Regions from separate parts of the Mus musculus genome. Here all the other regions are linked to region 2. The links are chromatin contacts, called in public Hi-C and promoter capture Hi-C maps. All regions are on one chromosome and are shown on one strand. Each heading gives the region's core, a stretch centred on a gene start, on an enhancer-like site or on the middle of the called end of the contact. The rest is flanking DNA. Distances are from core to core; before and after follow the strand shown. Region 1 holds the start of Kcnj10 (potassium inwardly-rectifying channel, subfamily J, member 10). Region 2 holds the start of Dusp12 (dual specificity phosphatase 12). Region 3 holds the start of Ncstn (nicastrin). Region 4 holds the start of Pea15a (phosphoprotein enriched in astrocytes 15A). Region 5 holds the start of Dcaf8 (DDB1 and CUL4 associated factor 8). Region 6 holds the start of Pex19 (peroxisomal biogenesis factor 19).

Region 1 (4,478 bases), core at 1,893-4,392, 1.5 Mb before region 2:
TTTTTTTTGTTTGTTTGCTTGCTTGTTTTGTTTGTTACTGGAAGACCTGCAGAAGTACCATGTATTAATCCAGTCTCCTGGAGCCCCCACTTCTCCAAGCTTCTCCTGCAGACCACACAGCTCAGCTCTGACCTCTCTCCCACATTCCAGAGACAGCCCCTCCCCTCCCCACCACCTCAAATCCTGGGCTCCAGGCTGGCAGACACCCACAGGAGGGTTGCTCCCACAATCCTTTTCTCTTTGCCCTTTCAAGGTTCTGATGGGGGAAGGGTGGAGAGGGGCCACCCAGGACGTACTCTCTCTATGAAGAATGGTACAACATGGGCACTAGTCTCCAACGGGGGAGAAAATATCCCTTGGCCTTGGACTGAGGTGGAGAGATGAATGCAAAAGTTCCCCATTCTCGGGAGTGGATCTAGGCAACTGACCTTGATTCTGTGCTAAGATATTTGGAGTCCACAACTCCCCTTTCTGGCCAGTCTTCCTGCAGCTTCATCCCAATGGGGTGCCTCATGCTAGTCTTTCTCTCTGCCCCTTCCAGGGCCTCACTACCGTCCTGGACAGCTTGGCCCCAGCCCGGACAGTAGCACCAGTCAGGCAATGGAAGAATCTAGGCCGGAGAAGGGTAGGGGAATGAAGGTTTTCGTTGTTGTTTGGATTTTTTGTTTTGTTCTGTTTTCCTCTCATCCCTAAAAAATATTTTTGCAGGAAAATTTAGGGACTCATATCACTTTCCCTCGTCATCAGTGCTTCGGCCCTCAACCCATCTTTGCATCTTGTCTACACAAATCCAGCCTAGGATGCCCGAAGATCTCCTTCATGGAAATGGACCTGGCTACACAACCCACCTACCAAAACCTTTGAAACTTTTATCCCACCAGTCCCAGCACAAAGGAGAAGAACGTCATACAGATCCCAGCCTCCCTGGTCCCTAGGGGTAAGAGGGAGAGGAAGGTACCTGGGTCTTCTGCCAGTCACTTTCCTTCAGGCCCAAGCCAGCAACGCTGGAGTACAAATGAGCGCATGCAGATAGAGTACAGGGGGCCGTAGAGAGAATTTGGGAAATGTCACTCACGTAGCTCCCACATAAATATATGCTCCCCCCCCCCCAAGGTATATGGGCACATGCTGGAGAGATGCTATCCATGCCCCCAAGGCAAGGGAAATCAGTTGGATCCTGCTTTAGAGCTACACAAGGAATGGGCCCATCGCCCCCCCCATCACCCCCAGCCAGTGGAGTCATTGCCATCTGATATCCACTGAGACAACTTGGCTGCTCTGGGCTCTGGCTGGGGGCTGGGGGGATGGCTCAGAAAACAGCAGGTCCTTTCAGGACCCAGGTTGGCAAGGGCTTTGGGAGGCTGGACTGGCCCAGATCACCCCCTAACCCCCCCTCCTTTCTTTCCTCCCTTGCCACCAACACTAAAGACCGGGAGGGTGGTGAAGGGGTTGGCACCGCCTGGGTCAAGCCTACTGCCTCTGCAGTCCAGCCCTGGACCCTCTCCCTGGCACAGTGCCTTCCCTGCCCCCTCTTCCCCTTTTCCTCCTCCCTGAAGAACCAGCTAGGAGCCAGGACACCTGGTTCCTTCTAGACTTGGTCCCCATACTCAGTCTACCCCCCCGGGGACCTGACAAACCCTGCACTTTGGCAGAGGCTAGAATCTCCATCATTCCAGGAACATATTCAAAACTCCTTGGAGATCAGGGAAAAGTGTTCAAGATGAAACTCGATTGAGCTCATGGTAACTGCCGGCTCATGGCGCCAGTCTCTCCATGCCCACTCTGTGCCTTCCATGTAACCCCAAACAGGAGGCTCCCAAGGCGTCTTTTACCATCTCCTGTCCTCTTGGACTACCTAAAGCCGCCTGTCCCATAGGGAGAAAAACATTTCAAACACCACAGCAAGGGCTCTCTGGCCAGAAACCTCTCATCAGAATTTGTATCGATACGCAACCTAAGCAGGCTTTAAGCTTTGCCTTCCCTTGGATCCAAATCTGTCTTTATTTCTGTGCACCCTCGCCTCTCTCCGTCAGCCTCAGTCTGCCCAGGGCACTTCAGTTACTGAAATGAAATCCCGAGATACCAGAAGTCCTACCCCTAAATTTTTTCTTTCCCAGGTTTGTCCTTCTGGCCATTCTGGGCCTCGGGTCTCCTCCCTAGAATCAGTTCCATCCTAACATGACTGCCCTTGGTCAGTCCCTGATGGGGCAAGACAGAGAGTGGGAGAGGGGATCCCTAAAGGATGAATTCATAGGCACTAATCTACCCTGCTCCAGAAGAAACATCTTCTTCTGAGATTGTCCTTGTGAGGCAATTTCAAGGATTGAGGGATGTCGGTAGGGAGGGGGTCTCAAAGTGGGAACCCAGAAGGAAATGAAGAGGGTCCCAGGCACATCAGGGTGACTGCGTCTTCTAATCTAGTGCTTGTCTTTCTCCCCATGTGTAAACAAACTGGTGCTCAGAAGACCGTCAATGAGTGTCACTGTGTGAATGTCACTGCAAGGGGGAAGGGCTGGAATCAGGAGTAACTTATCTCTACTGGGAGCAAGGGGCAGTGTCTCTATTCCTGTGTGGGTGGGTGCAGGCTTATGTGTGGTAATTAATTACTCTAGTAACCGGATGAGCCCCATGCAACTGCAGGTCTGCCAAGTGTCATGAGGAGGGGATATCATGGAAGCCCCTTTCTTAGATGGAAGACCCGAGGTGAATAACCTGAGTAAAGTACTCTTGATGAGGGGCCCTTCCCAGGAAAGTCCACTTGGAACTGCCAAGACTGAAGGAGGGAGACCCGGATTGTACTGATAGGGTACAACCAGCTTCCGTAGGGACCAAAGGGTTAGGGGGATCCGATGGATAAGTGGATAGGACCCAGCACTCCTTTATCAGGGCCAGAGTCTTACCTTGGCTCGAAGGTGAAGTGGCTGCTCTGATAAATCGCGGGGCAGCGGGACAGATGAACAGACGGGGCGGGCAGGAGCGGCGAGCGGAGCTGTGCGACAGGCAGGGCCAAGACTCTTAAACCCGGAGCTGGAATCAGATAAGGGTTTGTCCGGGGGCCGGGGCCGGGGTCGGGCCGGCCGGGGGCAGAGTTGGGCCGGGCCGGGCCGCCCCCTCCCTCTGCAGTGCCGAAGCCAAACTTTGTGTGAATGGAGGGGCCCGGCGGGGGTCGGGAGGGCGGAGGCAGAGGGGGGAGCTTGGAGCCGGCCAATGGCAGATCGGAGCGCCAGATCAGCGCCTGGGGATTGGAGAGATTTGGGCAAGGCAAGGGGCGGGGCTTAGGGGATAGGAAGCGCAAACCCAGACGGACTAGGGTGCAGAAACACTCGAAGAACAGAGACCCAGACAGAGTCCCGGAGAAAGAGAGATGAAGAGACGATACGCGTAGCGATAGAAGCCGAGCTGGCAAGATGACAGGGGGGAAGAGAAAGAAGAAAAGTGAGGCGGCCGTGTCAGAATGGAGGAACCAGGACGAGGGCCGCGGGGGCGGGACTGGGCCCCAGTTAATGAGGTGGAAATGAATTCAGGACGGGCTGCGACTGGGACCGAGACTGTGGCAGACTTGGCCTGGGTTCCTGGGGCTACAGGGCTCTGGCATCCTGTACAATTTCCAAGTTATTCGCTGTTCCCTGTGTAGAGAGTGCGGCGTGGGGTGCAAAAGAGGACCAAACATCATCTCCATCTGCAGCAACTTCTCCTGCAAGGAAAAATAAGCCGCAGTACGGTGCAAAGTGTGGGAGACATCCAAAGCTGTGGAAGAAGAAGGAAGGGTCACTATTTAGGGGGTTCCCCACAAATGTTCGAGGAAAGAGATAACGTCTACGTAGGTTCTAGGAATGCAGGAGGCCCAGGTCCAAGGAGATGGCAGAAAGAATACTGATGACAGAGGAACTGCCATTGTGAAGTCCTGTGGGAACACAGACACATCAGCTTAGGAAATAGCGTCAAACTCTTCCCATCCACTATGTACTCTCATTATCTGATCTGTTTTGAGTGATTTGTACCCTCTATCTGATGCATGGCATACACTAAAGAAGAAAATAAAGACGTCCCACTTTTATTCATAACAGACATTGAACTACATATCAATAGACTGCTTTACTTACTGTGTTAATATAAATTCAGGATTGAAAGCAGGGAAACTATATATATTTTAGTTTAGCTTAAAACTCTCAAAATGCATAAGATGAAGAATACATGTGCCTTTTGAAAAGGCCTCTTTGGGGCTGAGGGTGTTGTAGCTGAGAGGTAGAATGCTTGTCTTGGGTTCCATTCATCACCAGCACAGAAAGAAGAATGGGAGGGGGGAGGAGGGAGGGAGAAAGAGAGGGAGGGAGAGAAGAAGGGAGGAAGGAAAGGAAGGAAGGAAGGAAGGAAGGAAGGAAGGAAGGAAGGAAGGAAGGAAGGAAGGAAGGAAGGAAGGAAGGAAGGAAGAAGGAGAGAGGGAGAAAGGGAAAAACAGAGAAGTAGGCAAGGAACTA
Region 2 (4,466 bases), core at 414-2,913:
TTCCTAAAATTATATCTGATTATTAAGCTCTTTTATAACAGGACTGCTGTTAGGTCCTTTTCTGATAGTCAAAGCTGCAATGAGAAATCTGTCATTCTCCCAAGTATCACCAGTTAATTGCTCTTAGATGGTAACCAGACCTTCTCCTACTCAGAGCACATTCCAAGAGGTTGTAAAACAATTAACCAAAGGTCATTAAAAGGCAACTAACAATTTATTGTAGGTGCTAGGACAGAAGATAAAATACCAACTGGGCTTATCTATACAAACCTTCACTTTATAACTTATGGATTTAAACCTTCAGTGAACCTGTGGAGCTGAGACAGGTGATCGATGTTTAGCTAGATAATCACTCCTAATGGATATGCATGTAAACATTCTCTGCTGTAAACTTCTATTTCAATTTATGATTTGATTTTTTGTGTGAACTTGTGATGAACTTGTAACATGTGATCATGTATTCTGGAAGACGTATAAGTACCAAGGACAAAGAGACACGAAAGAATCATAGAGAACTAAGATCAATGGAGAGCTAAGATCAATAGAGGAGACTTTTTTGCCTTTCCCCACTTAGACTAGATTCTTTTCCCTTTCCCCACTTAGAGAATTTTTCCCTTTACCCACTCAGGATCTTTCTGCTTTTCCCCTTAGATAGCTTTCATAGGAAACTTTTTACAACTTGGTAATAAACTCTATAATTATTTATCTAAGTGTCTTCTCTTCCTGAGACCGGACTAGCAGGCTGAAAGTTAGAGCCCAGCAGTTCCTGCTGAGATAGACATATCTATCTATCTCTCTTGTGGCTTGAAGAAGAGGTGCTAGTTGCCAGAAACTGTAGTTTCTGGCCTCAGAGGATCACAGAAGGCAGATCAGCTACAACAGCACGGTAACTTAGGCTTAGATAAGTAAACGCTTTATTATACAGCATCCCTAAATATCTCAACAAAGTCCTACCCTCCGCCTAAGCTCTTCCCTCTCTACCCCAAAAGCCTCAAGAAGAACATCCCACTCCAGAGCTGCCCCCATCTCTCCCTCTCCCTCCCTCCCTCACTTCTCTTTCTGCCGCCACCTCCCTCCCATCCCCCAATAAAATTCTTACACGTGGAACTGTTTGGGCCCAGTGTACTGTGTTCAGACTCGAGCCTCTATTTTAACACATCAGTTATCACAGCTAATATCCACATATAAGCTTATACATACCAGATTTGTCTTTCAGGGTCTGGGTTACCTCACTCAGAATGATTTTTTTTTCCCGAGTTTCATCCATTTATCTGCAAATTTTATTTTTTTTTTTTAAAATGGCTGAGTAATACCTTATTGTGTGAATGTACCACATTTTCTTTATTCAGTCTTCTGTTGTACATCTAGGTTGTTTCCAATTTCTGGCTATTATGAGGCATCAATAGGCAACATGGTTGGGCAAATGTCTCAAATGGTAGGAAGAGTGGCTTTGCTGGATCTTGAGATAGATTCCCATTTTCCTGAGGAACCTCCAAGCTGATTTCCATAGTGACTGTACAAGTTTGTGGTCCTACCAGCAACGGATGAATGGAGACTTTATTTTTCTGCCTTGGACTTTAGAAGGTTGGGTGGAAAAGCTGCTCTAAATGGAGCTTATTTAAGCACACAGCCCGAGCACGGCTCACATCACCTTCCCCAGAAGCAGTCATTTTCCCTATTGCCATGGTCCTCCCACGGCGCTGCTGAGCGGCTGGAGCTATTCCGACACAGGAGTCAGTCACTCTAGCCGGTGACTTGGTGGCGGGCAGCGGCTGCCTGGCTTCCTGGCTCTGCCATGTTGGAAGCGCAGGGTTCTAACCATGGCTGCGAGCGCCAGGCTCCGACTGCCAGTCCCGCCAGCTCGGCAGGGCACGCCGTGGAAGTGCGGCCCGGGCTGTATCTGGGTGGGGCAGCGGCAGTGGCGGAACCGGGCCATCTGAGGGAGGCGGGCATCACCGCCGTGCTGACGGTGGACTCTGAACCGGCTTTCCCGGCTGGGGCTGGGTTCGAAGGTCTCCGGAGCCTCTTCGTGCCGGCGCTGGACAAACCCGAGACCGACCTGCTCAGCCACCTGGATCGCTGCGTGGCCTTCATCGGCCAGGCTCGCTCCGAAGGCCGCGCGGTGTTGGTGCACTGGTGAGTGCCACGTGCAGGGGGGCGGTGCCTTGCACCGGGTCTCGCCTCTCTGCAGAGGCGCCCAAAAGTGGAGGTTCCAGGCTGTCAGAGCCAAGACCCTCGTTCCTCATCTTCCCTTGGGGTGTGTGGTTCCAATGAGGGTTCCAAAACCCGCCCTTGGTTAGTGTTTTGTTTGATTTCATCTTGCAGCAACTGTCTGTCTGTCTGTGCATCCATCTATCCGTCCATTCGTCCATCGTTCTATCTGCTTGTCTATATTTTGGGGGTTAGGTTAAAGTTTATCAGATTTGTAAGAGAAGTCAGACACTCAAGCCGGCGAATGTAATACAGGTCAGATGTATTGGGGTGAAAATACGTGATACTTCCTCGCCCTAAAGGCCACTGTGATTAACAAGGGAAAAACATGTGACTTTTTGTTTTTTGAGACTGGGTCTTACTGTATAGATCTGGCAGGCCTGGAACTCGCTATGTAGAGCAGGCTGGCTTCAAAAAGCACAGATGTCCACCTGCTTCTGTCCAGAGGGCTGCACACCTTGAGTGTGAAACCATGCTGGAGGATTTTTAATCAAAGTTATACGTGACGGGCAAGTTTAGAGAAACATTCACGGACCAAAGGAAAACTGTACTGACTGGTTTTGTGAGTCAACTTGATACAGGCTGGAGTTATCACAGAGAAAGGAGCTTCAGTTGGGGAAGTGCCTCCATGAGATCCAGCTGTGGGGCATTTTCTCAATTAGTGATCAAGGTCCCACCCACCTGGGCTGGTAGTCTTGGGTTCTATAAGAAAGCAAGCCAGGGAAAGCAAGCCAGTAAGGAACATCCCTCCATGGCCTCTGCATCAGCTCCTGCTTCCTGACCTGCTTGGGTTCCAGTCCCGACTTCCTTGGTGATGAACAGCAGCATGGAAGTGTAAGCTGAATAAACCCTTTCCTCCCCAACTTGCTTCTTGGTCATGATGTTTGTGCAGGAATAGAAACCCTGACTAAGACAAAAACGGTTCACATTCTTGGAATAATTAAGACTGGACAGTTGTATAGAAAAGTGATTGAGGCTGGGCGGTGGTGGCGCACGCCTTTAATCCCAGCACTGGGGAGGCAGAGGCAGAGGCAGGCGGACTTCTGAGTTCGAGGCCAGCCTGGTCTACAAAGTGAGTTCCAGGACAGCCAGGGCTATACAGAGAAACCCTGCCTCGGAAACAAAAACAAACCAAAAAACCAAAAATGAAATAAAATAAAAAATAAAGAAAGAAAAAAAAAAGAGGTTGGACAAGAGGAGTGTGACATAATGCTTAGCGAATGAGCCAGGAAAGTCAGCCTGACCTGTATTGAGCTGTTTCTTCTGGTGTATAGGCAAAGCCCTTTCTGGAATTATTGTCTTAGGATATATCAGACTAAATAGATCCGAGAATTGATTTGTCTTGCTAGCATGTTAGGCAAACATTCTGTTACTGTGGCGGCATAGCCCTAATCTTAAGAGAATGCCTTTGTGGCGGGTTCTTAGTAAGGTGGAGGAAAGTTAGAGTGATATTTTTCTCTCCATATTTTTGTTGTTTTTGTTTTTGAGATGGAAGGTTTGCTGTGTAGTCCAGACAGTCTCTTAAGCTTGCGGTCCTCCTGCATCTGCCTCCTAGTGCTGGTGTTATTACACATAAGCTACTTACGACTTCTGGAGTTTGTGCTTAGGATTGAAGAAGAGGTCTTCTAACCTCTCTGTCTTGCCCTAGGGTGAGTGGGGAGAGAGAGAAGCAAAAGCACGAATACTGAGATCTGGAGAGACTCCAACGTTAAGAGCAAAGGACCTTGGACCTTGGATTTGTCCTGTAGCCACTACATTTTTTTTTTTTTAAATGTACACAGAACGGTCAAAAAGTGTGGTTAGCTACTAAGCCCAACCTGATAGATCACAGGCTCTGATTCTTTCTCCCAGAAATCAGGTCATCCCTCAGCCCCCTGCAGCTCTCTGGGGCAGGAAGTTGACAGATGTCAGTTGTGACCTTACTCTCTTACAGGCCTCTTTCTCCCATCAGCACCTGTGAGCCTGACTAGGTCAGCACTACCCCCTTGCCCCCAGTCTCCAGATAACATTGATTTATAACTCTACTTTTATATAGTGTACTTCTGCCTTATGACTCTTGGCTTGGAGGCCAGCCTGGATAGGTCACCTATTGTGGAGCTTGCCTCCCTCCAAGGAAACAGTAAGAGTCAGAAATTCCACTTGTCTCCTGGAACTGAAGTCTCTTTCTCTTTGGAAACATATAAACATACATTCACACCCATACGTATATATATAGTCATATAAATATAACATATCTATGTAGTATATAGTTATAT
Region 3 (4,556 bases), core at 601-3,100, 1.2 Mb before region 2:
GATGTTTCTTTTATTTTTACGGTAGACTCTTTAACACCGTCCCGTGGAGCGGGCAGTTGTGAACCACATGTCATGAGTGATGGGAACGACATACTGTGCGGACAGTATGCCCTCTTAACTGATTCAGCGATCTTAATGAACTCTCAAATACTGATTTCCCTAATGCCTTTCTAGTGCACAAGAAGAAATCTGAAAAGAGCTCATAGAAAATGAAGACTCATTTCAACTACTCAAATACCAGAGACTCGTTTGTGTTTGTTCTTTTTATTAAGTACATGCACAGGTGAGTTCAGGTGCCCACAGAGCCCAGAAGAGGGGTCAGGTCACCTGGAGCTGGAATTACAGGTGGATGTGAGCTGCTGAATGGGGAACCAAACTCATGTCCTCTGAACAGACAGTAAATCTTAATTGGGCCAACTCTTCAGCCCTAGAACCTTTTTTTTTAGAATAGGATCTCAGTGTGTCTCAGTGTAGCTTTGATTGGCCTGCCGCTCGATACGTTGACCAGGCTAGCCTCCAACTCACAGAGATCCACCTGCATCTGGCTCCTGAGTGCTGCAATTAAAGCCACCATGACTGGCACCACACATGATAATTCTTTTCTCTTCTTCTTTTTTTGCCATTTCGAGATAAGGTCTCTCTATGTAACCCTGGTGGTACTAAGAATTCTTACTGGCACCCTTTATAATCAAATTTCCCATGACACTTAGAAACTGCCCAGAATATAGCCTCCATTAAAGAACCTCCAGTTTCTGAATTACTAAGTCTTGCCAGGCACTATTATAAACACAGTTAATGTACTTTCTCATTTTAATTCTCTTTATAAGAAAGTGTTAACTATCCTTATTTTTAAAGATAAGAATATAGAGATTTAGAGATAGTAAGGAGACACCTTAAGGCGGCTTGTTAGTAGACGTTTCAGAATTCCTAAGCAAGTCTGACTGACTCCAATAAACAAATTCTGAACCACTTCACTATAATGCATATCATGAAATAGTCCAGATATATTTTTTATCAGATTTCCATAGACTTAATTTTTCTAATATCGACATTTTCAAAGAGTGTGATCTCAGGCCTTTGTCTTTCAAGACTTATCACCAAAAATTTAGCTGTTTACCTGGTATTCAAATCTAACACAAAGCATCTGTATTTCACCGGACAATCTTACCCAGGCTCGGGACCTGGTGGGGCAGTAGGCCTCCATTCTCTCACTCCAAATAGGCCAAAAATAAATAAATAAATAAATAGTCCAGCGGAAGCACTGGACATGGAAATGGAGCAGACGGGCTACTGGAGTAGCCAGTGACAGAAGCTGAGACTCAAACCCCAGAAACACTCCATACAACCTGGTTATCAGAAAGCATCCAAGTCATAAGGCCTTAAGAACAGAAAGGGCTGGCACACCCCCCCAGAAGAGGTGGCTGGAAGGAGTAGGGAGCCGGCCTAAGGTTAACGAGCCACGACACGATAAGTTCCAGGACATACGAAGCAGCACGGACTGCAGACTACTCCACTAACCCTAAGCCGCTCCCTCGGTTATTCCTCCGGGTTCTTCCAGGAGGCCCGACGCGGTCAGCGAGTCCTGCCTTAGTGACAGCACCACTACCCCCAACACCCAACCTCCGCTGTTCCCGTTTCTTCTCCACTACCTTTGACCCGCGCGCTCTTCGTCTCGAATTTGGTTAGCATCCTTCAGGCCTCGGGCTCCTAGGTCAGGTTAGCGGGTCCCGCCGCTCCCGGTGGCACTCCCAAGGCTTCCACGTCAGCTACTCCCGGGTCGCGGCTCCCGGAAGCTCCTCGGACAAGGACTTCCGGTCTCTGGAGCGCTGGGCCACAGAGACGATGCTAGCGGAAGCCTAGAGAGGCCGCTACGAGTCTGGAAGGGACCTGAGGCTTCCGCCCAGCGGAGAGGCAAGATGGCTACGACTAGGGGCGGCTCTGGGCCTGACCCAGGAAGTCGGGGTCTTCTTCTTCTGTCTTTTTCCGTGGTACTGGCAGGTGAGGTCACCCCACCCCGGAGCTCTGGTCTTTAAGAGGAGCCGTCCGGAACGGCCCATCGCTAGTGCAGGCAATGCCCTTCTGGTTCCGATTGCCCCTCTGTCCCCCGCCCTGGAAATCCTTCTTGTCTTTCGTTCCCATGACATAAGTTCCTCCTTTGCCTGGACCTGCATTTCCTTAGTTCTCTCCAGCCCTTTTCTGGGTTTCCAGCCTGATTCTCTTCAACCTTTCTCGCATGCCTCGTTCTCTGTTTAAAGCCCAGCCACCCCATCAGCCATCAAAAGGGACAGGTGTGAAAAGCTCAGCCCCCTTCCTCCGGTTTAGTATGTTTGAGATCAAAACAGTCTCGTTTCGTGGTCTTTGTGCGACGTTGAAAAAATGAGAGCCCCCGTTTCCTCCTGTTGGTTCTAGCCTAAATTTGTGTTCCTTGTTTTCTTAGCTTACTAAAGTGAGGCTAACGTTAGCTTAGCTGCTTTAAACTGTTAAGAGGGAAGTAATGATTCAAGGAATCTTAGACGTTTAATGTATATGAATATTTTCTTTTTTTCCAATCTAATGTCTATTTAGTGATCTTTAAATTATGAAGTACAATCAGTAACACACCTGTAATTATTTATAGTGTGTTCAACTAAGAGTTAAGCAAAGATATATATATATATCTTTCTAGGTAAGCCCTGAAATGCAGCCATTTCCTTGTATAGCCATGACTCCGTCTTTCTCAACATTCACATTGCTTTTGATTAGCTTCAAGGGAGGAACTGTAGCTGTCCCATACTCTAGGTGTGTGGGCAAATGGTCTGATATTTCATTAACTGACCAGGTGTGTGGCATAACGTTTCTTCTCCTAGGTCTGTTCAGATTCTTAGGTGGTTTTTGTTGTTAGTGCTTTTCTTTGTTTGGTTTTGGCAATCTATATTCTTAGACCAGAGCTCTTTTGATAACTAATTAGTAATGTACAGGCAAGCTAAAAGAAGCAGACTTGTTTAGCCCTGAAACTTGACGCCGGCACATCTGAAGTCAAAGACTTTTGACAATCACCTTTTAGCTTTATAATTAATCGATCATCATGGAGTCTAATAACTTTCTAAAATACACAGCTAGGTCCTCTTTACAATACTTATGTTCCAATAATGTGGCCAAGAAGTGAAAAGAATGATCATTAATCTTGTGTTAGACAGTATGATCGTGAATGCTTTACTGAAACCATGAATCGAGCTGATGATGATAGAGGCTAATACCAAATTATCTTTCACTTTTTCCTAATACTGTTTATCTTCTGATCAGGATTGTGTGGGGGAAACTCAGTGGAGAGGAAAATCTACATTCCCTTAAATAAAACAGCTCCTTGTGTCCGCCTGCTCAACGCCACTCATCAGATTGGCTGCCAGTGTAAGTTGGAATTGGAATTTGTATTTGTGGTCATTAATAATTCAGTTTGTATCCTGGATACTCAGAAATACTCATATCCTGCTTAGGAGTCTTGGCATTCAAATTACAGTGTATGTATAGAAGGTGATTATCATCTGTCAAACCAGGCAAGATAATTAATAAGAGCTGAAACTTAGTAAATGCTCTTTTAAAGTGTGCATTTTATTTTTGCCTCTGCAACAATCCTTGTTATTAACACTGTACAAATGATGAAACTAAAACTTGAGAAAAATGGATTAACTTTCCCAGCAGGATCATGCTAGTAAGAAATCAAACTAGGATCTTGTCTTTGTCAGGGTTTCTATTCCTGGACAAAACATCATGACCAAGAAGCAAGTTGGGGAGGAAAGGGTTTATTCAGCTTACACTTTCCACATTGCTGTTCATCACCAAAGGAAGTCAGGACTGGAACTCAAGCAGGTCAGGAAGCAGGAGCTGATGCAGAGGCAATGGAGGATTGTTACTTACTGGATTGCTTCCCCTGGCTTGCTCAGCCTGCTCTCTTATAGAACCCAAGACTGTCAGCGCAGAGATGGTCCCACCCACAAGGGGCCTTTCCCCCTTGATCACTAATTGAGAAAATACCCCACAGCTGGATCTCATGGAGGCACTTCTCCAACTGAAGCTCCTTTCTCTGTGATAACCCCAGCCTGTGTCAAGTTGACACATAAAACCAGCCAGTACAGATCTGAACCTGGTGGGATTCTCAGCTATCTTACCATAGAGTTCTCTAAGGTAAAAGAAGTCTCGTAGTCTATGGGGTCAAGTCATCACTGTGTCCTCTGAGTGATCTCTTTTGAACCAAAATGATCCTTTCCCCCCCTTTGAGACACAGACTTGCTAGGTAACCCAGGCTGGCTTTGGCCCTCTGCTGAGTTCTGGGACTACAAGCATGTGCTGTTTGCTGAGTTTTGTGCCAAACATGGGCCACTGTTTGCTGTTGTTATTTTGTGATGCTATTGATTGAATCCCTACCATCAAGCTAGTATCCCAAACCCCCAAATCGGCCTCTTCAAGAGCGATAAACTAGTTGAAGCAAAGGCATGCTAAGTAGGGCTGGAGAGAGGACACTGCGATTGAGAGAGCACTTGCTGCTCTTGGAAAGGGCTGATTTTTGGTTCCCAGCACTC
Region 4 (4,418 bases), core at 183-2,682, 1.3 Mb before region 2:
TATCTAATCGACCTAATCACATGTAATGGATAACTAATAGGTAATTGGGTATTAGGTTACATCATAAAAATATTATGGGATTCACTTCATATAGATCAAAAGATACTAGACTACATGTCTTTGATTTTTTTTTTTTGCACCTATCTGGTACCAGTCCCTAAAAACTTTATTATTCCTGATTCTCAGAAGAACCCTATGAAGTGAGACTGGTATCCTCAACTTTATGGACTTAATTTGTCTATGGAAACAGAATAAGTATAAAGTCCACATTCTCTGTGTTTTGCTCTGCCTCATTTGTCTCATGTAAATGTGGTATGTCTATGCAAAAGTGTACAGTCACTCTGTGTCTCAAAGATGGGTCAACATGATAGATTCCGACCCTACAGCGACTCAGAAACAAAAGCAACTTCTGAGGGTATATTAGTTACCCTCAAAGGAGCAATGGGCAGCCATGTGGGGGGTGGGGGTGGGGCTGGGGGTAAGAGGAGCAAAGAGAAGAACTATATATGAAACCTAAGGCACAGGACCAGGACCTGCTCCTCCCAGAAGAAGGGGCTCATCTTAGGCTTCTGGAAGGGTCTCTGATCAGCTGGACCTGAAGGCAAAATGGGGTGTTCCTGGTGGTGTGCAAACATTGAAGCCGTTCTCAGGGTCAGGCACTTGCAGAGCTGAGCTGACGCCCCTCATGGAGGTAGGGTGAAAATCGGATGCTTCTCCAATTCTCCCTCCTCCCTCCTCCCTCTTTCAGCCCGGCTGAGTGAGCCTCTGGAGGAGGAAAGTCCCTGAGGTGTAGGGGAAGTGAGAATTATCACACTGGGCCTAGGCAGAAGGACAGAGCTAGGAGACAGCTAAGTGTGGCTTTGTTGTCTATATTTGCATGCTGAGCTCATGGCTTTTTTCCTCCAGAAAATAAAATTACATCATAGTGTGTGGGGGTGTGGGGGTGCGTGTGTGGGGGTATATTTGGGAAAGGCAGGAGGTGCTCAGGGGTCCAGCTGCTATTATACACAAGAGCTCATGGCCCCGGGCCAAGTAAAAGAGATTTCCCTGTTGCTGCCTGCCCCTGTCCCATTTTTATTCCTAGCGTGGATAAACTTGACCGTTTCCTACTGAGTCTCTGATCTATAAGGCTAGGAAATAGGATTTCTAAATACCAAAGCGAAGTAGCTAAGAGAACCCAGAGGCCATAGGTCTTCCAAATCCCCCAATCCAAATTGATCTGCCTTCCAGGGGTCCTGGCCATCGTGACCAACCAAAGGTCAGAGGGCAGGAAAGTGACCCATTAGGAAAAAAACGAGGATCTTCTCACAGTTTAAGGGGAAGAGTCCATATTCCATCCCAGTCCTGCCCCCATCCTAGGAGCCTTCCAGAACCCCAGTCCCCAGTCCCTGTCCCCTCCTGCTTCCCCTCCCCCTTTCCTCCCCGCTCCCCGCCCCCCGCCCCTCCCCGGCTCTGACATCACCGGCCAGTCGGGTGGGGTGAGGCGGTGCTGGGCTCAAGCTCTGCTCCACGGGCGGAAGAGGCGGCGGCGGCAGGATCGGCGGCAGCGGTGGCAGGAGCCAAGGAGCAGGCTCCAGACGCTGCTTAGGAACCGGGGACCCGGGAGTGCCCGCACCCTGAGCTCTCAGCTCCGGAGGCGGTGAGAGGGGCAGAGGGAAGATGTGTCGTGGGGAGGAGGTAGATTGGGGATCTGGGTTTGGAGGGTCACGATCCCGGACGCAGGGGACAAATAGGGGAGCTTGAGGATTCAGACAGGTCCACGGTGTCAGGCTCCATGGGGTCCTTCTCTGTCCATGCATCCAGAGACTGGAGAGTGTCACAGGCAGCGTGGCTTCATCCGCCCATTCCGTGCTGAACAGCAGTTTGGGAGTCCGACGGGGCCTGGGGATTAGGATGTAGCCTGCTTCCCGCCCAGCCGGCCGAGCCAGGCCAGCTCCCGCCCCTCCCTCCTCGCTTTAGCTTCGGACTCGCCTCTGCAGGCGTCCAGGCTCAGCTCAGCCCTGCTTCAGTTCCTCCGGCAGCAGGCAACTGGTCTGGGTACTCTCACACCCAGTTTACTGCATCTGAGGAGAGTGGGATTGGTGGAAGCTTGCCCAGAGGAAAGGGGCTGGGGATACATAGGAATGATGTAGCCAATATAAAGACACTAATTTTTAAAACAATCCTTGTCAAAACCGACAGGGACAGAAACACACCTTTAAGAAAAAAAAAAAGACAGCCAACCACACAGTGACACACACCCATGTGACTTACACACATCCTCTCATACAAACCAAATCACAACACCCCTGCACTAGGCATCCACCCACCCACCACAACCCGTTTGTTACCTCCCATGTGGAGTCTCCTTGACCAGCATCAGTCTTAACACGAATGTTCAGTAGTGGGTGGAAAGGACCACTGTCCACAAACACACCCAGATTTTACAGTTTTAGTGGGCAATACCTCAAGGACTGGTGAGCCTGTGCTCTTACCTGGGTGAGGGGCTTCTTGTGACCTTTGTTGCTGACTGCCAGTTTAGAGCATAGGGTACCTGGGAGTGGCTAGAGCCTGGACATCAATATGGCCAAAGGATGGAGGAAGGAGTAGAAGCCAGGGAGAGGGTGAAAAGAATGAGTCAGCCAAGGATGGAACCCAAGTCAGGGGGAGAGAGAATGAGAGGAATGTGTGAGAAGACAGGGAGAGCTGACCAGAGAGCCACAGAGAAAAGGAAAGAGGTGGCCAGAGGCACAGGAAGGGTGCTGGAGAGGACGAGAATCTCAAGTTAGGGAGCCTTGTTTCTCTAGGTTCCTGTGTTTGGCCCCCCAGGCTGTATATTGTTTCTCTAGGTTGTGCGTCTGGCCCCCCCAGGCTGTAGGAGCGATTAGCGTTAATTGCTCTTCCCTTTGCGGTTAAACACTCTCGTGGGGAGACCGCCAGCAAGCTCTAGGCTGCCAGCTTCCCTGGCCGCCTACTACTTGTGTGACACCTGTGCTCGGCAGGTGTACATACGCTGTCATACATAAGGGCACAGAGCCACACTGTAACACACCACACACACACACACACACACACACACACACACACACACACACACACACACACACACACACACACACACACACACCTTCATGTACACTGTCAAGATGGCCATCTCCGCCGGCTGGTCAGTAGCCACCCAGTATGCATCAGTCCCTCCCAAGCCGCTGCTCTCTCTTTCCATCCGGAAGGCTCATCCCTTCCTTATGGTAGCTCTGGGTACTTAGGTGGGAACACAGAGTCTTACCAAGTTCAAATGTATCCATGGCTACCGCCAAATGGAGTGAGCAGGAAGAGCTGGGAGGCCTCAGTGCCCAGTAAAAGAATAAAAGGGGGGTGGGAATTAGCTCAATGGTAGAGTGCTTGCCTGTCAAGCCCAAGGCCCTGGGTTTTGGTCCTCCCAGGTGGGAGAGGGGTGGGAGACAAAATTACAAAAAAGAAACCCCCCCAAAAAAAGAGTAACTGAAAGAGGCAGAAAAATAAACTAAAGATGACTAGGGAGAGAGAAACTAAACCAGGAAGGGGAAAGCTGGGAAAGCTAGCTAGTCACACAGGGCTCATCCCCGCTCATAACCAGCAAGCCCCGCTCTGCCCTGCCTAATCCCAGGCCAGTTAGCTCTGGCTGCCTCCATCTTGGGCATGGCCCTCCCCCTTCTCAGAGGCAACCTGTTTTTCCGTTTTTTTAGATGTACATTTTGGAGCCCTGCTCCTAGGCTGACCTTGGAAACCGTAAAACTTTCTTCATTGTTACAGGAAGAAAGGAGAGTGTCTGCTGAGCTACCCAAAGCTAGATTAAAAGGTTGGGGGAAGAAGTCGGTTAAGATACTGAAAGAAATACACTGCTGGGGCTTTGGATTTGAGGCCCTGATAGCACTGAAATTCCAATAGCTCCAGCCTGCTCCCGGCCTGCCCTTCCCACCTGTTTCCTTGATTACTTCCTCCAGTTCCCGACTTGAGACAAGGCTGACTGAAGTGAGTGCCTAGGAATTGGCCTCCTGCTCCTTAGAGGGACCCTCTAGTCTCTGCATCTGTAATAGGATCGCTCCTCCCCGCAGCCTTTGGCAGCTGTAGAAGATGTGGAGGAAGGGGTGACATCTAATCCTTGGGCTTCCCTTTTACATTTCCTATCTGGAACCAAGTGCTCTGGAAAAGGGGATAATCTACCAGAGTTTGACACTACCATTAGTGTCAAAATGCTCAGAAATTATTCTGCTGCTGCCGCCACCTCCACCACAGGTGGTTCTCTTTTGCTAGGCTGCTCTGAGCACACGCAGGGCTAGCTAGCATCTGCTTCCTGACCCTCACCTAAAGCATTCTCGGTGGTCAAGGCTATGCCTAGAGCCGGCTTAGGAGGGCAGGCAGGGAGGGAGGGAGGTGTGAGGAAGCAGTGAACACAACAC
Region 5 (4,387 bases), core at 1,429-3,928, 1.3 Mb before region 2:
ATTCCCAGCAACCACATGGTGGCTCACGACCATCTGTAATGGGATCCAGTGCCCTCTTCTGGTGTGTGAAGACAGCTACAGTGTACCCATATAAATGAAATAAATCTTTGAAAAAAGAAAGAAAGAAAGAAAGAAAGAAAGAAAGAAAGAAAGAAAGAAAGAAAGAAAGAAAGAAAGAAATGGTTCACTGTTTTAGAGTACTGGCTGTTCTTGCAGAGGACCCAGATTCAGTTCACAGCACCCACATGGCAGCTCACAGCTACCTATACCTTCAGTTCCAGGGATCTGAGACCCTCTTCTGATCGTCTCCAGCATGAGTCATGCAAGCGTTGCACAGACAGCCATGCAGGTAAAACACCCAGACATAAAACCAAATTAAAATGTAAAAGCTTACTCTTACATCTTACATACATGCATCCGCATTCAAAGTTTTTATGTTACTTCATAATGAACATTTTCTAGTTTTGAGCACCACGGGGAACAAAACTTAGCATAGCCACTCTCAAACTTTTCCCAGTACAAATCCCAAAGGTACTAGGATTGGTCAAACCTACCTTAAAGAGTCAGGGGGCTTCTCTACTAAGTCTTGCCAGTCTCAAGCACAGTCCTACCCTCTGCTACGAGCAATCTACAAGCCTTGTAGGAACCATACTGACAACTGTGTTCCGGCTCCCTCTCCTTGTTGCTGAAAGCACATGATTCTTCTACTGACCAATAATCTGCAAGTTAGCTACAAAAGGAACTGCTTTTAAGAAAGAAAGAAAAGAAAAGAAAAGAAAAGAAAAGAAAAGAAAAGAAAAGAAAAGGAAGGAAGGGAGAGAGAGAGAGAGAAAGGAAGAAAGAAAGAAAAGAAATCCCACTACCTTTTGAAAAGTTGTGCCTCTGAGGCTAACTGGACTTAGATACCAACTAAATGGAGGCTCACTCTTCGATCCTAGCTTTTAGTCAGGAGTGGTTAATTACTCTCCAGATGGCATGGATGATAAGTTCTGGGTTTGGGAGAACAGATCTGACTTGACAAAAGGCTAAACAGAATTCAGGCAACCCAGTTCTCTATGTTTTAACAGTCTAAGACAAGATCCACGGGAAGACAAAACACAATGCAAATAAATAACGGGGGAATAGAAAACGAGGTGCAGACTGCTCACTCGACGCTTAAGCCATTTGAAGACACACAACAACAGTGTCGGGCAGCAGGTCAAAATACAGCCAATTAAATTTGTAAGAAATTTAACCAAAATTGTAACAAAGCTGCTAACAATATCCAAACTTGCGGAAACAGGGGTAACAATTGTTGAGTTTAGCGGTCTGCACTTTCGCATGAGGAAAGGGTCTTGAATTGAGGAATTAAACGCCTTCAATGCCACTCACCTTCCTGCTTTTATCGCCGACCGAAGTCAGGCCCAAGATCCTGAGAAAACTGGTCTGGAGGTTCGCTGAAGAACTGAGAAAAGTGAAAGTTTACATGGCAAAGGCGTCTCTTCTGAAAGTAGCCAAAATATTTATGACCACACTTTAATGTTTTTTTTTTTAAAGTCTCCTCACAACTATTTAAAACCAAAACAACTTACCTAACTCAATTCTGACTACTGAACAAAACCCATGCCCGTAATGGAAACACAAAGGATTAACACAAGATTTAAACGCCAGGCAAAGTTATCTCCCAGCTCCACCAAGGCTAAAGAGTCACTTATGAGGAAAACCTGTATCTTTTCAACTCTTAAACCAAACCACCCGTCTCAAGCAAACTCCGGAGCAGGGGGGGGGAGGGGAGAATCCGCGGGAGAATGTGATCGCTCTAGTGCGGGTTTGTTTACAGACTACACCAACAATCATGAGTCAGAAATTCAAGCCGCCAGATGCTTTCCAACTAATAAGGACCAAGCGGGACCGTTCTAAGGTGTCCTAAAAGATTTCGGGACACGGGGAGGGGAAGTACATTAAGAGAACTAGATCACAAAGCATTCAAGAACAGACTGCCAGTTTCTTGGACCTCGGCCTTCCGTACGAGGTGCTGGGCCTGAGATCTTGGGATGGGGGAAGGGGGCACACTGCGCGGTGGCCCTGAAGTGACTAGGAGACGCCAACAGAGCCGGGTCCCCAAATTATAAAGGGAGAAATGAGAGTTTACGAATGGGTCACCGGACGAACGAGAAGCCCCTGTGAGTCATGGGGTTGGCCCTAGGGGGCAACCCCGTGGACCGACCCGGGCAGAGGACGAGTCCTCCCAGCACCGACTCGGAGGAGGGGAGTAAGACTTAAAGTCCGGGAGTTTTAGGAAAGGGATCGGGCCTGTCCTGCGGGGAAGCGGTCAGGGAGAGGGGGGAACAGGCCGAGCCGGACGAAACACGGACCCGGTAGGTCAAGGGGAGGGCGTCCGGCTGGGGCAGTTACAAGCACGGGAGCTGGCGAGGCCCGGCAGCCCGCTTCCCATCTAGGGTCATCCTTCTGCCAGCGGATGCTCCGACTGTTCCAGGCCCAGCCGCCCCGTCCACTGCCGCCACCAACGCCGCCGCCATCTTACACTGGCCAGCGGCAGCCACCACCACCGTCTCGGGTCTCCGCGCCTGCGCCTGCGCCGTCACGCTTTCCGGCGGGGTTTGCGACGCTGTGCTGGAGGAGACTGAGCGAGAGCGGTCCCGCGAGCTCTGGGCTCCCAACCCTCCCGGTGGCCGCACAAGGGGCGGAGCCTCGGGCCAACCGAAGCCGCGAGGGGCGCGTGCGCGGGGCGGAGGAGTCAAGTTGTTTTCGTACTTTGAGAGTGATGGCTTGTCTCCTGGTATTCAAAACACATGCGATCTAGGGGCTCCTTGGAGTTGTGCCGGAAAATGAACCTCATTCCAAAGGCTCTGGCAGGCAAACTTCTAGGTGTCCTCCAGGCCTGAGGTTCTAATTCTTGCCATATTTTTTTGTTTGTTTGTTTCCTTGTTTAAAGAAAAACCCCTTTCTCCTTTCAGGCTCAAAGCTGCATTTCCTTCAATGGCTTCTTAAGAGGCCTTCTGCCAGCACCCATTTGTCCATTTGTTTAAAAGAGTCACTAAGGTTTGGGGATGTTGGAATGCTTCCTAAGGGTCTAAAAGTTTTAAAAGTTTGATCCCCACACCTGGGGGTGGGAGTGACACGGCTTAGAAACAGGATTTATTTATTCATTTGAAACAGGATCTTTCTACCCGGGCTGTCCTGGAACTGTAGATCTCACAGAGATCACCCACCTGCCTCTGCCTCTCAGGCGCTGGGATTAGGATTAAAGGCGCTCAACGCTGCAGAGTTTAATTTTTTAAATGAGCATACAAACTAACAGGTTACAAACTAGCACTCAGGAGGCTGAGACAGGATATACACAAGTTGGAGGTCAACCTAGAACAACGGATAGTAAGTTCGGGGCTAGAATAAGTCCTTCCCCGATCCCCAACACACACACACACACACACACACACACGCAATAGGTTTCCATGTGGCATTTTCATATGTATGTGTCATGCCTGTTTCTTCATGGCCCCCTTCCCACTCATTTTCCCCTTCTTGGTTACCTTCCTCCAATAACTACCACTAAGTTTTGTGACTAGTGTATACTCCATTCTCTTTTCTTAGCTTTCCTTCAACTCTCTTTATATCTCTTCCTTGCCTCTCAGTCTCCTGTCTACTTTGTTGTTAAATATGAATACGTGTGTGTAATTAATAGACATATGTATACATGAACTTAAATCCAGATTCTGCATATGGGAGAGGACATGCCATATTTGTCTTTCTGAGTCTAACTTATGTTGTTTATAATCTGCAAATACTATTTCATTCTTCATAGTTGATGGATCCTATTGTGTATATATTCTATATTTTCTTTAATTCATTCATCTGTTGATAAATATCTAGGTTTATTCATAATTTAGCTGTTGTGAAAATACAGCTAAAACATGGATACGCCACATAACTCTGCAGGTTGCTGGTTTTAGGTAACCTCTGTACACTACTTTCTGCTGACACCTAAAGGAAACCTAACCAGGATTCTAGGATTCCAGATTACTCCTAGCTAGCAGGCTGGAGCATTCTTATTTGTAGCAGAAAAATCTAGTAGGATCATTATATCCAGGGTAGGCAGTAGAATAAAATAATTGTTTTTCACTGTTTAGGGTAGACATCAGAATGAAGAGTTTTTTTTCCTGGAAGTAATGTTTTTGTTTTGTTTTGTTTGTTTTTCCAGACAGGGTTTCCTTGCCCTGGCTGTCCTGGAACTCACTTTGTAGACCAGACTGGCCTTGAACTCAAAAATCTGCCTGCCTCTGCTTCCCAAGTGCCAAGACTAAAGGCGTGCGCCACCACTTCCCGGCTTTTTTGGAAGTAATTTGACCTTGAAAAAGATCCTTATAGAAAACCGAGGTGCTTTCTCTCA
Region 6 (3,954 bases), core at 262-2,761, 1.2 Mb before region 2:
AAACCCTGCTGGGTCGTGGTGGCGCACGCCTTTAATCCCAGCACTCAGGAGGCAGAGGCAGGCAGATTTCTGAGTTCGAGGCCAGCCTGGTCTACAGAGTGAGTTCCAGGACAGCCAAGGCTACACAGAGAAACCCTGCCTTGAAAAACCAAACCAACCAACCAAACAAACAAAAACCTACACATTTCATCTAACATGAAGAAGAGGGGAGAGAGAGCCTTATTTCTTGGAATTCACTCTGAGGCCTTAGCTAATATCGTCTGTTGAGGAAGCACAGAATATACCACCCGGCTTTCCACCGTTCTGACTACTAGGATACATTCGACAAGAAGGTATTAACTCTTAAATAATGCTCCAATTTAGATCGCCCTTAACAGGCACCTATAGCCTCCTTGGCCTCATATGCAGTAAGCCTGGGCCAGGCCAGTCACTGGGCACTCCTCACTTCATCTGTTCATTTTCTACCTGCTTATATCGCTGTGACTGAGCAAGAGATAAAAGGTTCACCTCTGCCCTGAAAAGCCTGTGTTGTCACCATCACTCTGCCTGCCAGGACTAGGGAAAGGGCACTGGCCTCACTGGCGCAGGAAACGGGAGTGGAGTGCAAGGCCAAGAAAGAGATGAAGGTCCACCATCTTTTCAGGAAGAGGAGACCTTTTCCCCTGGGGCTGGCTCACTTTGTTTTCTCCAAAGGATAAATAAGGGATGTCAGGCATTGTGGTGCCATGCGAGAATGCGGAGGAAGGGACTGGAAAAATCACAAGTTCAGGGCCACTCTACAGTACTCAATGAGTGTGAGGTCAGCCTAAAACTACACGAGACAGTCTCTCAACATCACACTAATTTTAAAAGGAGACTTCTTTGACTACTCGCACGAAAGAACTAAGGGTCTGGTAAAAGAATGAGGAAAGACTGTGCGGTAAAAAGGCGTTTCGGGTTAAGAAAGATACTATCATGGACATATGGACCTTTGGAGCTTAAAGATTATTTTGTTCTGTGAATCCTGCTACTGAAAGGAGAGGCGATTTTAATAATTTACAGAAGGCGATCCTGGTGGGTCCAGCCTGTGATCTCTGTACTCCCAGTGGCGGAGGCTGAAAGACTGCCGCGAGTTCCAGATCAGCCTGGGATACCGAGTGAGAGAGCCTTGCCTCAACAACAATCCGACAATCGAAAGCAAGAGAAGTTTGTAAGGGGCTCGTGAAACAGCTCTTTACGGTTAGTGTTCCCCTTCGCAGGGAGATGTGCGGTTTGGACACAGCCAGCTAATAAAGAGGGCCGGGGTCGAACTCAGACCACCTCCCCCGCTGACCACTGAAGAGATTCTCCCGCCCCGCTCAGAAACCTCAAGTTCCTCTAACCCCCACGATGGATCCTCTCCCCGATACTTCTGGTCTTTCCCATCGTGCACTCTTACTTTCCAGAAGCTCCTCCAGTTCCCGGTCGTCTTCGACCCCAACACCGCAACCTTCCTCAGCAGCCGCCATCTTACTGCCTCCGACTTGCCGTAGGAGGTGGAACCACTGGCGCCACCACATGCCCCGCCCCAACCCCGCCCCCATGACTTGAGCAGCCAATAATATCGTTCTACCGTGCAGGACCGCCATTTTTAAAGGGACAGGAGACTGGGTTTGTTTTTGTTTTTGTTTTTTTTCTTGGGTTGGGCCTCAAACCTAGGTTCTTGCACGTATTAAGCAAGCACTCGGCTACTGGAGCTACAGAGCCACAGCGGTTTGCCTTGAACTAGATAGATTGCTCAAGCTGGTCCAGAAATCGGGGTCTCCCTTCCCCGTCTCCACTTCCAAACTACTTGACCCATGAGGCCCAGCTGTATTGTGGGGGCGGGTCAGAAGGGGTGGGAGGGTTTATTGCGTTTTGCTTGCCCCATCTTTAACCTGGAATCTTTAATCTGGGTTTTGTTTTCAGGCAGGGTTTTCTAATCCTACTGTCTCCACCTCCCAAGGACAGAGATTACAGCACAGGGCTCAGCTAAAATACGAAGCTATTAAACGAGCAATTTTTCGCTTGAGACAGGATTGCCAAATTGAAGCAACCTTGGTTTCATCCTCAAAGCACACGTGGTAGGAGAGATGTCTATCATGTGCTGGCTCTGACCTCCGAATATGCTCCTTGACATATACACAAAACAGATAAACAAAGATCATCCAATTTATTTTTAGCGTATAATGAGCATCTACTGTTGTATACAATCGTGCTGAGCACAGTGAAATCTACAAGTGGATCAGGGATGGTCCTACCTGTAGAGGTTGACTGGAGATAGAATTGGAAACACAGATGTTACTTAAGCAGATTAAAAAACAAGCATTCTTTCTTTGAATCATTTCTTTCAGTTTTCTTTGTGTGTTGGGGGGATTGTCTTGTTTTTGTTTTATCGAGAATGTTCTGTATGTAGCCTTGGCTTTCCTGGAACTCTGTAGACCAGGCTGGCCTTGAACGAAAAAAATACTCTTGACTCTGCCTCGAGGGTGGTGGCATTAAATGCGTGTACCACCACACCTGTCTCTCTTTTCTATTCAGCTGGCAAGAAGTGGCAAATCCCTTTGGAGCTAGAGCAATAGGTGGTTGGCAGCCACCAGATGTGGGTGCTGGGAACTAACCTGAGTCCTCTGCAAGAACAGTCTTTGCTCTAAACAGCTAAGCCATCTCTTTAACCACCATGATATCTTTTTTTTTTTTTTTTGAGACAGCATCTTGCTCTTTAGCCAATTGTTCTGCTTTAACCTTCCAAGAATCCGAATTATGGCTGTGAATTGCTGTGCCAGATTCTTGCCTGACCTTGAAGGAAGAATGTATAAAACTTAAGAAAATATTCCCGTAATATACACATTTTTGAGAAAGCAGTCTTAGTTTGAGGATTATATTTAAGAAAGCAACTCTTAAATCTGAAAACACTAAAGTCCTGTGCTCTTTGGAGCAGCTTTTCCTCCTCAGTCAGGCACACTCCCCCCCCCCCACACACACACACAATGTATGTTCCAGTTTACTCATTGCAGCAATGCTGATAATCAGCATAAATAACCCAGATACTATGAGGAAAACCTAAACACACAACACACATATAAAACTTTAAAATGTCTTGAATTAAAAAAAAAAAAAGATTATGTTCCTGCCATGTATAAAAGGAAGGTGGGGAAAAACACAGTGATATACTTATAAATATATACTTTTTGAAGGCCATAAGGAAACTGGTAAGTAGTTACCTGTTTGGGGAAAACTAATAGGAACTGAGTGGCTCAGGAAAAAGATACACAAGGCAGTTAGTTTTTTGGGTTTGTTTTGATTTTTTTTCCTCTGAGACAGGGTTTCTCTGTGTAGCCCTGGTTGTCCTAGAACTCATTCTGTAGACCAGGCTGCCTCATACTCAGACATCAGTTGGCCTCTGCCTCCCTAGCGCTGGGATTAAAGGCGTGTGCCACCACCACTGGGCAGTAATTGTGAGTGTATAGGTGGAATGGTGCCTACACACGATGATGCTTGTGTGGAGGTCATGTGCTGCCCTGGGGAGCAAGTTCTCTCCTCCCACCATGCGGATCTCCATGATCAAACTCAGGTTGTCAGTCATGACCTCCAAGTGCCCTTACTTCCTACGCCATGTCACTGGCCTGACAGTAAAGGTCTAAAGACTGGTGTCTGAACTTCACGGATATATTATCAGTTGAAAAAAGAAAGGGGCTGGTGAGATGGCTCAGTGTTAAGAGCACCGACTGATTGCTCTTCCAAAGGTCCTGAGTTCAAATCCCAGCAACCACATGGTGGCTCATAACGAGATCTGACTCCCTCTTCTTGAGTGTCTGAAGACAGCTACAGTGTACTTACATATTACAAATAAATAAATTAATTTAAAAAAAGAAAGAAAAAGAAAAGAAAAAGGAAAGGATTTAAAATGGATTAAAATGAAAAATTCAAGTAATTTCAGCACTAAGGAGCTGGGAG

What was found. Promoter capture Hi-C pulls out the DNA fragments that hold promoters and counts their contacts. Hi-C and Micro-C count contacts between places; a contact is called where the count stands out from the background.
Region 1: a promoter capture Hi-C map of pre-B cells shows a contact between it and region 2, with 2.9 times the contacts expected there. The contact joins the promoter of Kcnj10 here to the promoter of Dusp12 in region 2. A contact is called at or near these places in 1 of 39 promoter capture datasets (pre-B cells) and 1 of 115 datasets of contacts at active chromatin or transcription factors (microglia).
Region 3: a contact with region 2 is called in a Hi-C map of rod photoreceptor, with 6 times the contacts expected there. The contact joins the promoter of Ncstn here to the promoter of Dusp12 in region 2. A contact is called at or near these places in 1 of 39 promoter capture datasets (pre-B cells), 6 of 484 Hi-C or Micro-C datasets (B cells, CD4 T cells, erythroblasts and 2 more) and 2 of 9 other capture datasets (adipose tissue and liver).
Region 4: a contact with region 2 is called in a promoter capture Hi-C map of pre-B cells, with 3 times the contacts expected there. The contact joins the promoter of Pea15a here to the promoter of Dusp12 in region 2. A contact is called at or near these places in 3 of 39 promoter capture datasets (liver and pre-B cells).
Region 5: a contact with region 2 is called in a promoter capture Hi-C map of liver, with 4 times the contacts expected there. The contact joins the promoter of Dcaf8 here to the promoter of Dusp12 in region 2. A contact is called at or near these places in 2 of 39 promoter capture datasets (both in liver) and 1 of 115 datasets of contacts at active chromatin or transcription factors (microglia).
Region 6: a contact with region 2 is called in a promoter capture Hi-C map of pre-B cells, with 4 times the contacts expected there. The contact joins the promoter of Pex19 here to the promoter of Dusp12 in region 2. A contact is called at or near these places in 3 of 39 promoter capture datasets (hippocampal neurons, liver and pre-B cells).

What each region holds. Positions count from the first base shown.
Region 1 is chr1:172,339,874-172,344,351 of GRCm38.p6, reverse strand. It overlaps Kcnj10 (potassium inwardly-rectifying channel, subfamily J, member 10), which reads right to left and starts at 3,142. Exons shown (of 2, transcript NM_001039484.1): 1 at 2,901-3,142.
Region 2 is chr1:170,882,737-170,887,202 of GRCm38.p6, reverse strand. It overlaps Dusp12 (dual specificity phosphatase 12), which reads left to right and starts at 1,663. Exons shown (of 6, transcript NM_023173.2): 1 at 1,663-2,136. The coding sequence starts at 1,796.
Region 3 is chr1:172,080,043-172,084,598 of GRCm38.p6, reverse strand. It overlaps Ncstn (nicastrin), which reads left to right and starts at 1,850. Exons shown (of 17, transcript NM_021607.3): 1 at 1,850-1,998; 2 at 3,283-3,387. The coding sequence starts at 1,917. Copa (coatomer protein complex subunit alpha) reads right to left here and starts at 2,070. Exons shown (of 33, transcript NM_009938.4): 1 at 1,650-2,070. The coding sequence starts at 1,689.
Region 4 is chr1:172,203,818-172,208,235 of GRCm38.p6, reverse strand. Pea15a (phosphoprotein enriched in astrocytes 15A) reads left to right here and starts at 1,432. Exons shown (of 4, transcript NM_011063.3): 1 at 1,432-1,639. Gm17224 (a long non-coding RNA gene) reads right to left here and starts at 1,253. Exons shown (of 5, transcript XR_865735.3): 1 at 1-1,253.
Region 5 is chr1:172,146,306-172,150,692 of GRCm38.p6, reverse strand. Dcaf8 (DDB1 and CUL4 associated factor 8) reads right to left here and starts at 2,678. Exons shown (of 14, transcript NM_001357204.1): 1 at 2,355-2,678; 2 at 1,372-1,444.
Region 6 is chr1:172,124,312-172,128,265 of GRCm38.p6, reverse strand. Pex19 (peroxisomal biogenesis factor 19) reads right to left here and starts at 1,511. Exons shown (of 8, transcript NM_023041.3): 1 at 1,418-1,511. The coding sequence starts at 1,487.